Regions from separate parts of the Mus musculus genome. Here region 1 is linked to region 2. Evidence: chromatin contacts called from public promoter capture Hi-C data. All regions are on one chromosome and are shown on one strand. Each heading gives the region's core, a stretch centred on a gene start, on an enhancer-like site or on the middle of the called end of the contact. The rest is flanking DNA. Distances are from core to core; before and after follow the strand shown. Region 1 overlaps Lrpprc (leucine-rich PPR-motif containing). Region 2 overlaps Lrpprc (leucine-rich PPR-motif containing).

Region 1 (5,645 bases), core at 2,327-4,826, 68 kb after region 2:
AGGCATTCCTATAAAGTGGTCCTTACCATGCTACAGATGAACTGTGACTACAAGCCTTTTATAAAGGACTGTTGGCATTTTTTTTTTTTAAATTTTTACCAGGTCACTTAAAGCCTTTGCCTCAAGGACGCGCTCCTCCTTGAGCGTGAACACCATTTTCAGCCTGCTAGCATGATTTAGCCATAGTCTACCATCTTTGTCTTCTTCCTGTGTGGATACTGCCTACGGTGACATCTGTTAGGACAGCCACTCAGCCTATTCTACACACAAAGGACACCATGGCCATCCTATCAGTCTAAGAGTGGTGTCTAGTTCTTTGGCAGTGCAGTATGCCTTTGACCAAAGGTCTTCAGTTACATTCACAGCTCTCCTGGGATGTGTGTGACCTTATAGGCAGGCACCATGTTGGGGAATCCAATCTCTTTAGTACTGTGATGATTTTTAGTAGGGCATTACAAGGAATGATGTGTTAGATTCATAACATGGCTGTGCAACAAAATTACCACAGAATGTCCTAAAATGTATTTTTTTTAAAGCATCAACACTTTTTTAAAAAAAAAAAAAATCAACTCAAGAGGTGGGAAAGGCGGTGCACACAGGGTGGACGGCTTTAGACTTATCACATTGACTCAGCTTCCTTCTGCTCTTCAATCACTTAAAAATCGGGAATGAATACCAGTTATCAAGTGGGCTTTGAATTATTTTTTAATATTCAAAATTTTAGTTTTGGATTTTTTTTAAGACTATGTAGACTAGACTGGCCTCAAATTTATAGAATGCTGCCTGCCTCTGTCTCCCAAGTGTTGGGATTAAAGACATGTACCACTATAACTCAGCTGGTTCAAAATTTTAAAAACAGACATTTAGCCAGGCATGGTGACAACGTTTAGTCCCAACACTGAAGGTAACCATCCTCTGAGATCAAGATCCACGTTAGCCAGAATAACGTAGCGGAAGCCTGTCTCAACAGAGCAACAGCAAAAACAGAATGTACTCAGTAAAAATTATATGTGGTGTTTATCATTTTTCAGACCAGAAATATTTCAATATAGTGGATACACATACACAGGGAAAGGCACTCACTGTGGTAATGGCACACCGTGTATGCTGCTCAGCATCTTCATTTTTGTGTCTAGTTCACCAGTGCGCAGATTGATGGCACTCTATCACAGACGCTCCATAACGTATAGATCTGACCCCAGTGAGCCCCCTGCTATCTAAGGAGCTACAGCAGAGCCTCTTGTGTGAGTCGCTCCCTGGGAGCTGAGCTCTAACAATGCTTTGGGACTGTGGAGTGAGTTAAGTTACAACCGTAGCTCAGTGACTGTTTTCTCACTTATCAAAATTCTAATTCATAATATGAAAACTACTTTATTCTTAATGCCCCTAGGTGTCACTAAGCTCACCAAATAAACATATTGCAAAAAAGTACTGAATCAAGAAGTCATGATAAGGGCTGGCGAGATGGCTCAGGAGGTAAGAACACTGACTGCTCTTCCAGAGGTCCTGAGTTCAATTCCCAGCAACTATATGGTGGCTCACAACCACCTGTAATGAGATCTGAAGACAGCTACAGTGTACTTACATATAATAATAAATAATCTTTAAAAAAAAAAGTCACGATAAAGTAAGTTTATAATACTTATGTGAAGAACACAGTGGAACAGAAAAAAAAACATACCTTACGTTATGCACTAAAACAATCATACCTAACTGCTGAAGTTTGTCCCAGATCTTGTGAGCAAACTCTGTCCTCTCGGCGAGACTCAGTTCGGGCAGGAGCGAGCCACAGCTGCGCAGCAGAAGCAGAGCTTGATTGCTCCCTGGGCTACCTGTGCAGAAACAGTTCATGGAGCACGGTGACTGCCCCAATTCCACGGAGGCATCAACACAGTGTAATCTGAAGCTTATAAACGATTTCAACACCCTCAGGCTTTTCAAAGAGATCAAGAAAAATATCCTTTAACCATCCACAGCCTCATGGCTCACCAAAGACAAGACAGTACCCAGACACCACCCAATCCACAACACTAATAAATATTACAACTTAAAATTGTACTAGTAGTCTGCTTTAAAAAGCCTACAAAACTTACACAATCTGTAAAACTAATAAGTCCAAAGAGAAACAAATTTTTTTTTTTTTTAAATATTTATTTATTTAATGTAAGTACACTGTAGTTGTCTTCAGATACTCCAGAAGAGGGCATCAGATTTCATTACGGATGGTTGTGAGCCACCATGTGGTTGCTGGGATTTGAACTCGGGACCTTTGGAAGAGCAGTCGGCGCTCTTAACCACTGAGCCATCTCACCAGCCTGAGAAACAAATTTTTAAGCAGTGCTTGCTACGTGTTCGAGGCTAAGCTTCTTGGTGTCTTATGACAATGACAGAAAGCAGACAAGAACTCATCATTATCAAACTTAAGTTCATCTCCATGTCCCTAAAAACAACTTCAAGATGAAACAAAAATAAACACGTATTGTATAACTCCATCTACAAGTACATCCAGAGCAAGGACCTAAGGGGGCAGAAAATACACTTGTGGGTGCCTAGAACCTGAAAGATGAGAGGGGCTGGGGAGGGTGCCCATGGAGAGTTGTGACAGCTCTGAGTAGATGGGAGGTTCTGGTCCTTCAGTGCACAGAAGATCTGCTTTATACAGAATGGACCCCACAAACAGGCTCTAGGAGTTTATCGAATCTTCTTTAAATGCACACAAAATTGTACGTGTTAGCCCATTCGCCTTTGTAGCTGTGATGTGAGAGGGAAAGCCTGGGGACAGGGCCTGCAGCTCCTGTCAGGGCTACCTGTTTAACAGTTGACTGGTGTCTATCAGCCTTCGATGCGCTCATCTCGGGAGAAGCTGACACCACAAGGAAAGAAGAGAAAAGCTGGTGCCTTCCACCTCAGCTTACCACTGCAAGCAACCCTAGACGCCAGGGCGAGCAATGGACGTTTCTATTTGCTGACTCTGAAATGAACGCTGAACAAGGTATTTTTATGTTACTTCAAACTCTGCCTGGATGAACTGGAAGGACAGCAGGATCAGAGTCACAGCAGACAGATGGACAACAGCAAGTACCACAGTGACAGCTGACAATGTCAGATAACACTCTTCCCAGGGAGAGTCACAGCAGACAGATGAACAACAGCAAGTACCACAGTGACAGCTGACAATGTCAGATAACACTCTTCCCAGGGCAGCGAGCTTCCGGAAACGCGTTAAAAACTTCAGCTTCCTACAGAGAAACTCTCAAATACCTGAGCTACACGTGCTCTCAAAGACTCTCTGCAGAAGCCCCTTTGTGATGCGGCCTGTTCTCCGGACAGAATTATCCAGTCTCATCAGAGCCCAGTCAAATTGACTGCTGTTCTTTCTCACAGGAGCAGGCTCCTCTTGAAGATCCCTTTTCTCAGCAACGATGGCATACAATCTGGCTTGGCTCAGACGCTCTCTGTAAAATGAAACACAATTAATAACAAACTAAGTAAATAAACTGTTATCTACACAGGGCATCACTTGTGTGAAGTTACCAAGTTCTGATAGTCACTAAAACTGCAATGAAATAGCAGAGATACTTGGAGAAATATACACTAGCAACAAATCAATCTCTCTCTCTCTCTCTCTCTCCCTCTCCCTCTCCCTCTCCCTCTCCCTCTCCCTCTCCCTCTCCCTCTCCCTCTCTCTCTCTCTCTCTCTCTCTCACACACACACACACACACACACACACACACACACCCCAGTGCTTCTGAGTGGATTGATAACCTTCAACCTGAAGTCATTTCAAACCAACAAGCTAATACGATGTTTCCTTACTAAAGGAGAATAAAGCAGCCCAGACATAACCAGCTCCTCACACTCGGGAAAGTGAGACACAAGGCCAAGGTGGACTCCAAACTCGCAAACCACCTTCAGGTTTTTTTCTGGGCATAAGCTTATTATGACTGTAACTAGGTTACGTCCTTATGAACGAGGCGCCCGCTTTCACGGCTCTGTGTCTGTCAACAGTTTGAATGCTTCCCTCGCTCTTTAAAGTAGTAACCATCAAAAGTGAAACTTCACTCTGAGCGTAAACATTATTTTTAAAGATGTTATAAGAGCTTAGCTAAGATCATAATAATGTTTCTACAGAATAATGTATCTTTTATTTTTTATTTTTTGAAACAGGGTCTCATTTAGTCCAGGCTGGCCTGGAACTGCCAATAGAACCAACAATAACTTTGAACTTCTATTTTCCCTGCTTTTACCTCTGCTGGGATAGCAGGCCTGCGACGCAGGTTATTCAGTGCAGGGACGGGGCCCATGCTAATCGAGCACCCTACAATCTGAGCTACCGATATCTCTAGAAGAAGCAACTCTCTTTAAATCAATATTTTGATAGTGGAGTCTAATATACATTTCAGTGTTCTAAAACATGCTACCAGTGGTTTTCCATGCTATAGGAATAAATGCTATACTTGATTTACAAATGTCAAATCTAAAATATAATCCTTACATGTAAAAAATACTGTCATACATAAATCTTTGATTTTTAAAGGCTTTCTATGAATTCAGGATCTTACTTTTTAACATATGCAATTCTTGGGGAACTACTTCAAATATCTTATTTTTAGCTGCCACTAAGTTATATTACATATTATGCCTAAAAATATTAAGTCAAGAAATACTTTCAGGATAACCACATTCTCTGGCTTGTAGACCTTTTTACCAGTCAGTGGTGAGCTAAGTGCCCAAGTCAGCGACAGAGCATGTGTTTAGCATGCAAATCCCTAGGTTTTTTCTCACTGTCCCCAAAGCCACCGTTTTCCTACATCATAAATTGACTATGTATGTGAAGTTGCATCAAAAGCTCTGTCACTTATAAAGCAGTCTGTAACTGATACTAGAGTAGAAATTATACCAGTGACCAGAGACAAATCACAACCACCTGACCATCACATATACAGAAATAAATCAGAAACTACGGTGCGGGGGAGCGGGAGGGGGGACCTAGGGATATTGCCAAATAAGGTGATATCCTCTGCACATGCACAAGTGTGCGGACAGCTGTTTGTTAAGTAAGCAGAATTACTTAAATGATATGTTATCATCCACAAACCAGAGAAGATGCATATTTCCCCCTACTTATCAAAAGCCTCAATGGTTATTCGTTACTATAATAATCATCAAAAACTATTGATAACTCAGAACACCGTGCAATAATTCATATAATGCAGAACTTTTTGAGCAGTAGAGGTGGACTTGCTAACTTCTATACAACTCAAATCAGAGGACTATTAAAGAGCACACACACAACTTTTTTTACATCCCGACTGCGGTTTACCCATTTCCCCCACTCCTCTCCTCCTATTCCCTGCCTCTTCTATATACTTCCCCCATCACTCCTCCTCTGTTCTCTTCAGAAAAGGGCAGGCTGGATATTAACCAGCCTCTGGCATATCATGCAGTGTGACTAGGCACCTCCTCTCCTACTAAGGCTAGAGAAGGCAGGGAAAAGGGTTCCAAAGGCAGGTGACAGGGGCAGAGGCAGCTCCTGCTCCCACTGTTGGGAGTCTCCCATGAAGACCAAGCTACACAACTGTGACATACGTGTGGAGAGTCAAGGTCAGCCCCATGCAGGCTCCCTGGTTGGCAGTTCAGTCTC
Region 2 (5,655 bases), core at 2,214-4,713:
CACTGTGAGGGTAAGGGAAAGGGCGGGCAGGCACAGGGAGCCTGAAGAACACCATTCATGGCACTGGTGTATCTAGCGGAGAAAGCACCGTGTAAATGAACGATCACATTCTCAACTGTAGAGCATGAGGCTGTGAGGAGCAGGGCTTAGCCCTGATGCTCTCTCAAGGGGAGGAGTGGGGACCTGCGAAAGCTCAGCCAGGCAGCTTCCCTGTGAAAGGGCCACCCCTGCTGCAAGGGCCCTCATTCTGCAGGCCTGGGTCTGCATCTTTATCTACCTCTGCCCTAATCGTCCACTTTTTAAGGCATTTGATACTGTTTGCTACTCACATAAGGAGATCTATGATTTCTGCTGTTTGTAAATATTGCAAGACTCCATGTGGGAACGAAGAATCGATTTACTAGTTCTAAGTCTGCTGCTCCACTATACCCGAGTGTAACGAGCAGGTCTGAGGGTGGGACATGGACACATCAGCACTTCATCTGCTCTGTGACAAACCTTCCACTGCCTCCTTCGCATGGACTGTCTGACTGTGGACATCGATGGCTGTGCACTTCAGCTGAGGCAGGAGATAAGCCTTGGCCTCAGTGGAACGCAGAGGCAGGAGGAGGCCGCACTTCTGCCCTGCAGGGCGGGCCTTGGGAGGGAGGAGCGGCTTCCTCACAGAGTCTGCCCGGCCCGGCACACTCTGGAGGTGTTCAGGAACGTTTTTCAATGTTAAAGCTCTAGGAACAATTTCATGCTTTTCTATAGTTTAAGAACATATTCTAGAGCTAAGTAAATGAGTAATTATCTGAAATTGAGGAATATTCCTTTGAGCTGATCTCACAGTTGACTATACTTAGAAATATTTACATCACTTGAATAACGTAGCACGATTAAATTTATTACCATAGCTTTTCATGCTGCAAGAATATACTTTATCGTTATCACGTAACTCAGGAATCAGTTCTAACAAAGTCTTCAGAACTGGTGCCTAGAAGGTAAACAGAGGTAATACTCAAAAGCAGTCTGCAGAGGTAGCAGACACACACAGTGTCACAAACTACTACAGTCAGAGCATAGCCACCGCGTGACTTAATGGATCATTTGACTTCTGTTTATCTCAGCATTTGATATTAATTTGATAAATCATAGCCAGATAAAAATCAACATTTTTAATAATTAAAGGCATCTCATTTACATATCTGAGTGCTTTCAAAAATAAATATAAAACAAAATCAAAGGACTGAACACTTCTTTTATCAACTGTTAACTTATCAAAAAGTTGTAAGATAAACTTTACAGAAATAAGTTGTATTTTAATGTAAAAAAGAATTCAGGATAAACTATGAAGATAAAGGCTCTGCAGCGCCCCCTATCTGGTACACAAGTGCATTAGGGTTTCCCAGGAGGGTCCTTCACTGCCTGGAGGACTTCCTGCAGAGAAGACTCAGTAAGTCTGCAGTGACCTTCACGTAGTTCTTACCCAAGTCCAGTCTAGCTCAGTACCCACTGCACTGCCAATGCACTGTGCTCAGCACTTAAAGGTCCTAACCCCACAGCACAGAGTCAGATCCGCCCGAGGCTCTCCTGAACTCCTTCCTGCCCATCTCCTGAGGACATAAGACTGAGGGTCATGTCAGGATTTGGTGCACCCTAAGAAGGTTCTACCATCAAACCATACAATAGCATCCAAAACATAAAATAGGGCCTGTTGTCTTTTACATACTTACACATACACACACACACACACACACACACACACACACACACACACACACACTTTTAAAAAGTAGCCAAATATAGACAGGCCATGTCTCCCTTTCTGTGGAGTTGTCAGTGAGGTTCTGAGCCGCAATGGGTCAGGACCATCTGACTGGACGGCTCTAACAAAGCTCCGTACCTTTTTCGGTTTCTGAGAAGTCCTCAGACAGAACACCGACAGAAGCGAGCTCTGCTCGGCAATGGCACCGCATCTCTGAAAGGCAGAGCAGTGTCAGTGGCGGTGTTAAGTGAGCCAGCCAGGGCAAATCTCCCAATTAAGGAAGTTCCCGGTGACACAGCAACGCACCATGCCCACCAGGAGCCCAGCATCTGGCCAGGTTTACTTAGGCACGAAAGGGGGCGATGGGCGAGCTGTGTCAACCCTGGTGAGTGTGGCTCTCTGCATCAGGGATGAAGTTTGTTTAAAGAGAAAAGGGAAAAATTAAACTAATGCTTCAACAAGCACAGAACAAGGCTCAGGACTGCAAAGAAAGAGGGAGGAAGGACCACCACTCCTCGCCAATTACTCTGCCAAGCATTCACAAGTGAGCTAGGGATCATAAGGTTAATTATACATTTAATAAGGTGTCAGGGAGATAACTGCTCGTTTCTTTATAAAAATTAAAATGTACAAAGCAAGTTCTCTTTAAAGTATAATTACCTACACTTATGCATACAAAAGGACTGATTTCAATCTCTGCAGTTATAAAAGGCTTTCACTGCAACAGACAGCCAGTGCTCGAGAAAGAGACAAAAGTTATACTAACAAAGTTTCTATGACAGACCAGATAAATCAAGTGTCTATCCAGTCCTACATGCTTTAGTCAAATGAAATCTGGCAAGACAATATTTTAGTTTACATCATCGCAGATGTCATCCTCCACGTTTCTGACAGCACAGTGCTTGCTCAAAGCTTTACAACACTGTCAATGCTAAGATGAACAGCACAAAAAAACGGCTGGGACACACACAACATTGGCGTCATAAACACCCGGGAGCCAAGCGCTCCTCACTAGAGAAGCTCAGCTCTTCATTGTGTGGCAGGCAGAGATGCGGCTGCTGTCAGGTCTGCACTCAGCCACCACCAAGAGCTCCAAGGTGTGGTACGGCTGCTGGAGACAGCTCTGAGCATGGCTGCTGGCAATTCTACTTCTCTGGAAGGCATGAAAATGGTGGCTCACAATGAGCTGGTAGAGCCAGCAAGGTCCTCCTCTAGAGAACAATTAGAAGAGTGTGTTCAAGGTGAAAGAACACCTTCACCAGTGTGACTAGGTATCTGCTTACAGCCCAGGGTAACCTGTTAGCACCAAACCCAGGGAGATAAAGCATAAAAGGCTGCCTGAGAGAACAATGAAGATTCCCAGAAAACTATCTGTCCAATTTCCTACAAAGGAAGTAAACAAACCAAACCAAACAGAAGCAATCTGTTAAAGCAGAGGAAAATGTTCAGACACGCCTCTGTAAGTGGCGTGGCTTGTGCTGTCAAGCTAGACACACTTGGATCAAACCTGGAGCTCAAGCCAGTGGCTAGAGCGTGCCGTCCACATCTTCACTGACTCCTCCCAGCTGGTAGGAGCGGAAGTGAACATAACAGTATTTACAATCAGAAATTGGTCCCAGGCCTCAATTTGACACAGGGAGTCTACACAAACACAGCCGCTGGCGGGATCACCGTGACTGTTTGACTGCCACCTGCTGGGAAGGGGCCCCCGGCGGTGCCTGTTTGTGTACATTGCCAGCGGCGGCGGATCACCCACCGCTCCAGCGCGCTTGGCACAGCTTTCTATTTAGAGCTGTTAAAATGGCATGAAAGCAGTCGTCTCCTCTCCTCCAGATTGCTGATTTAACTGAGTGCGGGCCACAGAGAGAGCCACATTTGTCATTTAATGTGTCTGTGACACATTAGTGAATAGAAAGCAAATTCAACTCTTAATAAACCTTGAATAAGGCACTGAGAATGTTTGAGTATTCAAGTGAGAAGCTGTACGTGAAAAGCAAACATTTCCTACTTCTTGTTTGCAAACTGTGTTGCCATGGTGATGCACAGTATTTAGAGCATTAAAGAAATTAGGAAACCAAAGGATTTGATGCTTTGCATTAGCCATCTTTGCAGAACCACTTGTCTCAGTTTCCTACTCGACGCCTGTCTTAATTACTAGGATTTCCAGTTCGACCTGACATCTTTAAAACTGGCAATAGACAGCCCACAGGGTCGTCATGCAATCTGGATTGACACTGAACTTCAGGGTTCTAGCAGGAGTTTCATCCATCCCGTGCACTCCGGTCTAGTCCTCTCCCAGTTCAATTCTCATGAGCTCCGAGTCCCGATGAGGAGTCATTACCTCTAAGAGAGCTCTGGCCTCATCCACCTTGCCTGAATCCACAAGCTGCAGGAATAGATCAGTGACGGGCTTGTAAAGTGCAAACTGATTCGCCATTCTCTCAGACATGATGCTTACTGCAAGAAACACAGGTAAGGAAAAGCGTTCACTAAACGGGAATGGCTCACGGGCCAAAGAAGTCTGGGCCAATTTCACCCAAGACAAAGATGAGCTTCTACGCTCTTTTAACAGCAAGGCAACTCACACTTCTCTAGCGCTGGTTCCATCTGCTCTTCGATCACTTTTCTGAATAGATACGACAAGCCAAAGTACTGAGGTTCTATGGCTTGGTTCTCGGAAGCAAGCAGGTGCTCAATGTTTTCTATGGCAGCATCAAGTTTATTACTGTAAATGAAAACAAAATCACAATAAAGTATTTACTTGTATAAAATTGCAGTCCGTTTTAACTCATGTGGATACTCATGCAAATACTTCAGAAAAAAGGGACTATATTTATAAGCAGATTAATAACTAATAATTTTCAAAGCCTATCATGTAACATAACCTAGTTATATAGATATAAAATGCTATAATTTTGGCTTTATAGATCACAGAGGGCATTAGAATATGAAGCAAAGACAACATATGACATTTGGAGATGAAAAAAAATAAAAAGATCATACACCAAAAGTTGTACTTTCATGGCTAACAGAGACTTCTTTTCATCGGGCACCATATATTTGGAAAATACTCAATACTAGAATCCTCAGAAAAGGGCACTTTTTTGGGGGGGGGGGGGGAGAAAAGAAATTCTGTGGCCTTCCTGAACAAAGTAGGAAACAATATCCTTCTCACTGTCTTGTGATGAGACAATCTATGACTGATCTGTGCAGTTATAACGTGCTGACATAAATCAACTTCATGTTGAAATTAGTATATTAAGAGTAAGAATTCTGGGCTGGAGAGATGGTTCAGCGGTTAAGAGCACTGACTGCTCTTCTGAAGGTCCTGAGTTCAAATCCCAGCAACCACATGGTGGCTCACAACCACCTGTAATGAGATCTGACGCCCTCTTCTGGTGCATCTGAAGACAGCTACAGTGTACTTATGTATAATAGTAAATAAATCTTAAAAAAAAAAGAATTCTAATTAAAAACAAGCGTCTTATGGACTTAGGTAGAAGAGTTATTAAGTGAATAAAAACATTTTCCACAGCATAAAAAATAATATATCATAAATTTAAAATATTCATCTAGCTCTTACATAGATCAAATTTTAAAAATCACATTTTCTTATTAAAAATGAAGTTTGAAACTCTATTTAGGGAAATAGTCTAAGTCTATAATGGCTGTCTTGCCTGTATGTTTGTACAGACATCAGGGGAGGTGTCAGAGCCTACATGGCTGGGAGCTGCCATGTGGGTGCTGGGAACTGAACCTGGGTCTTCTGGAAGACATTGATTGACTCATAAAGAAATGAGCCGTTGCTCTAGCCCCAAGGAAACAGTTTAAAGTTAAAACCAAAACATTTTCTACTAAAAGAAACAGGAATAAACAAACAAAAGTACCTCTTGCAAAATAGCATTTTA

The links. Capture Hi-C pulls out chosen DNA fragments and counts their contacts.
Region 1: a promoter capture Hi-C map of pancreatic islet shows a contact between it and region 2. The contact joins two enhancer-like sites. A contact is called at or near these places in 3 of 39 promoter capture datasets (the 3T3-L1 cell line, embryonic stem cells and trophoblast stem cells), 18 of 484 Hi-C or Micro-C datasets (the AML12 cell line, bone marrow-derived macrophages, cerebral cortex and 8 more), 4 of 115 datasets of contacts at active chromatin or transcription factors (embryonic stem cells and large pre-B cells) and 3 of 9 other capture datasets (adipose tissue, embryonic stem cells and pancreatic islet).

What each region holds. Positions count from the first base shown.
Region 1 is chr17:84,773,680-84,779,324 of GRCm38.p6, forward strand. Lrpprc (leucine-rich PPR-motif containing) reads right to left here. Exons shown (of 38, transcript NM_028233.2): 2 at 3,262-3,455; 3 at 1,710-1,832. Among named protein-coding and RNA genes, the nearest start is that of Lrpprc, 14 kb to the right of the region's middle. Within about 2 kb of position 3,577, at least 27 of the 459 cell types and tissues checked have an H3K27ac peak or open chromatin away from gene starts, as enhancers often do. A contact at or near this core is called in pancreatic islet, where this site is marked.
Region 2 is chr17:84,706,203-84,711,857 of GRCm38.p6, forward strand. It overlaps Lrpprc (leucine-rich PPR-motif containing), which reads right to left. Exons shown (of 38, transcript NM_028233.2): 33 at 4,333-4,472; 34 at 4,089-4,204; 35 at 1,886-1,960; 36 at 892-976. Among named protein-coding and RNA genes, the nearest start is that of Abcg8, 26 kb to the left of the region's middle. Within about 2 kb of position 3,464, at least 35 of the 459 cell types and tissues checked have an H3K27ac peak or open chromatin away from gene starts, as enhancers often do. A contact at or near this core is called in pancreatic islet, where this site is marked.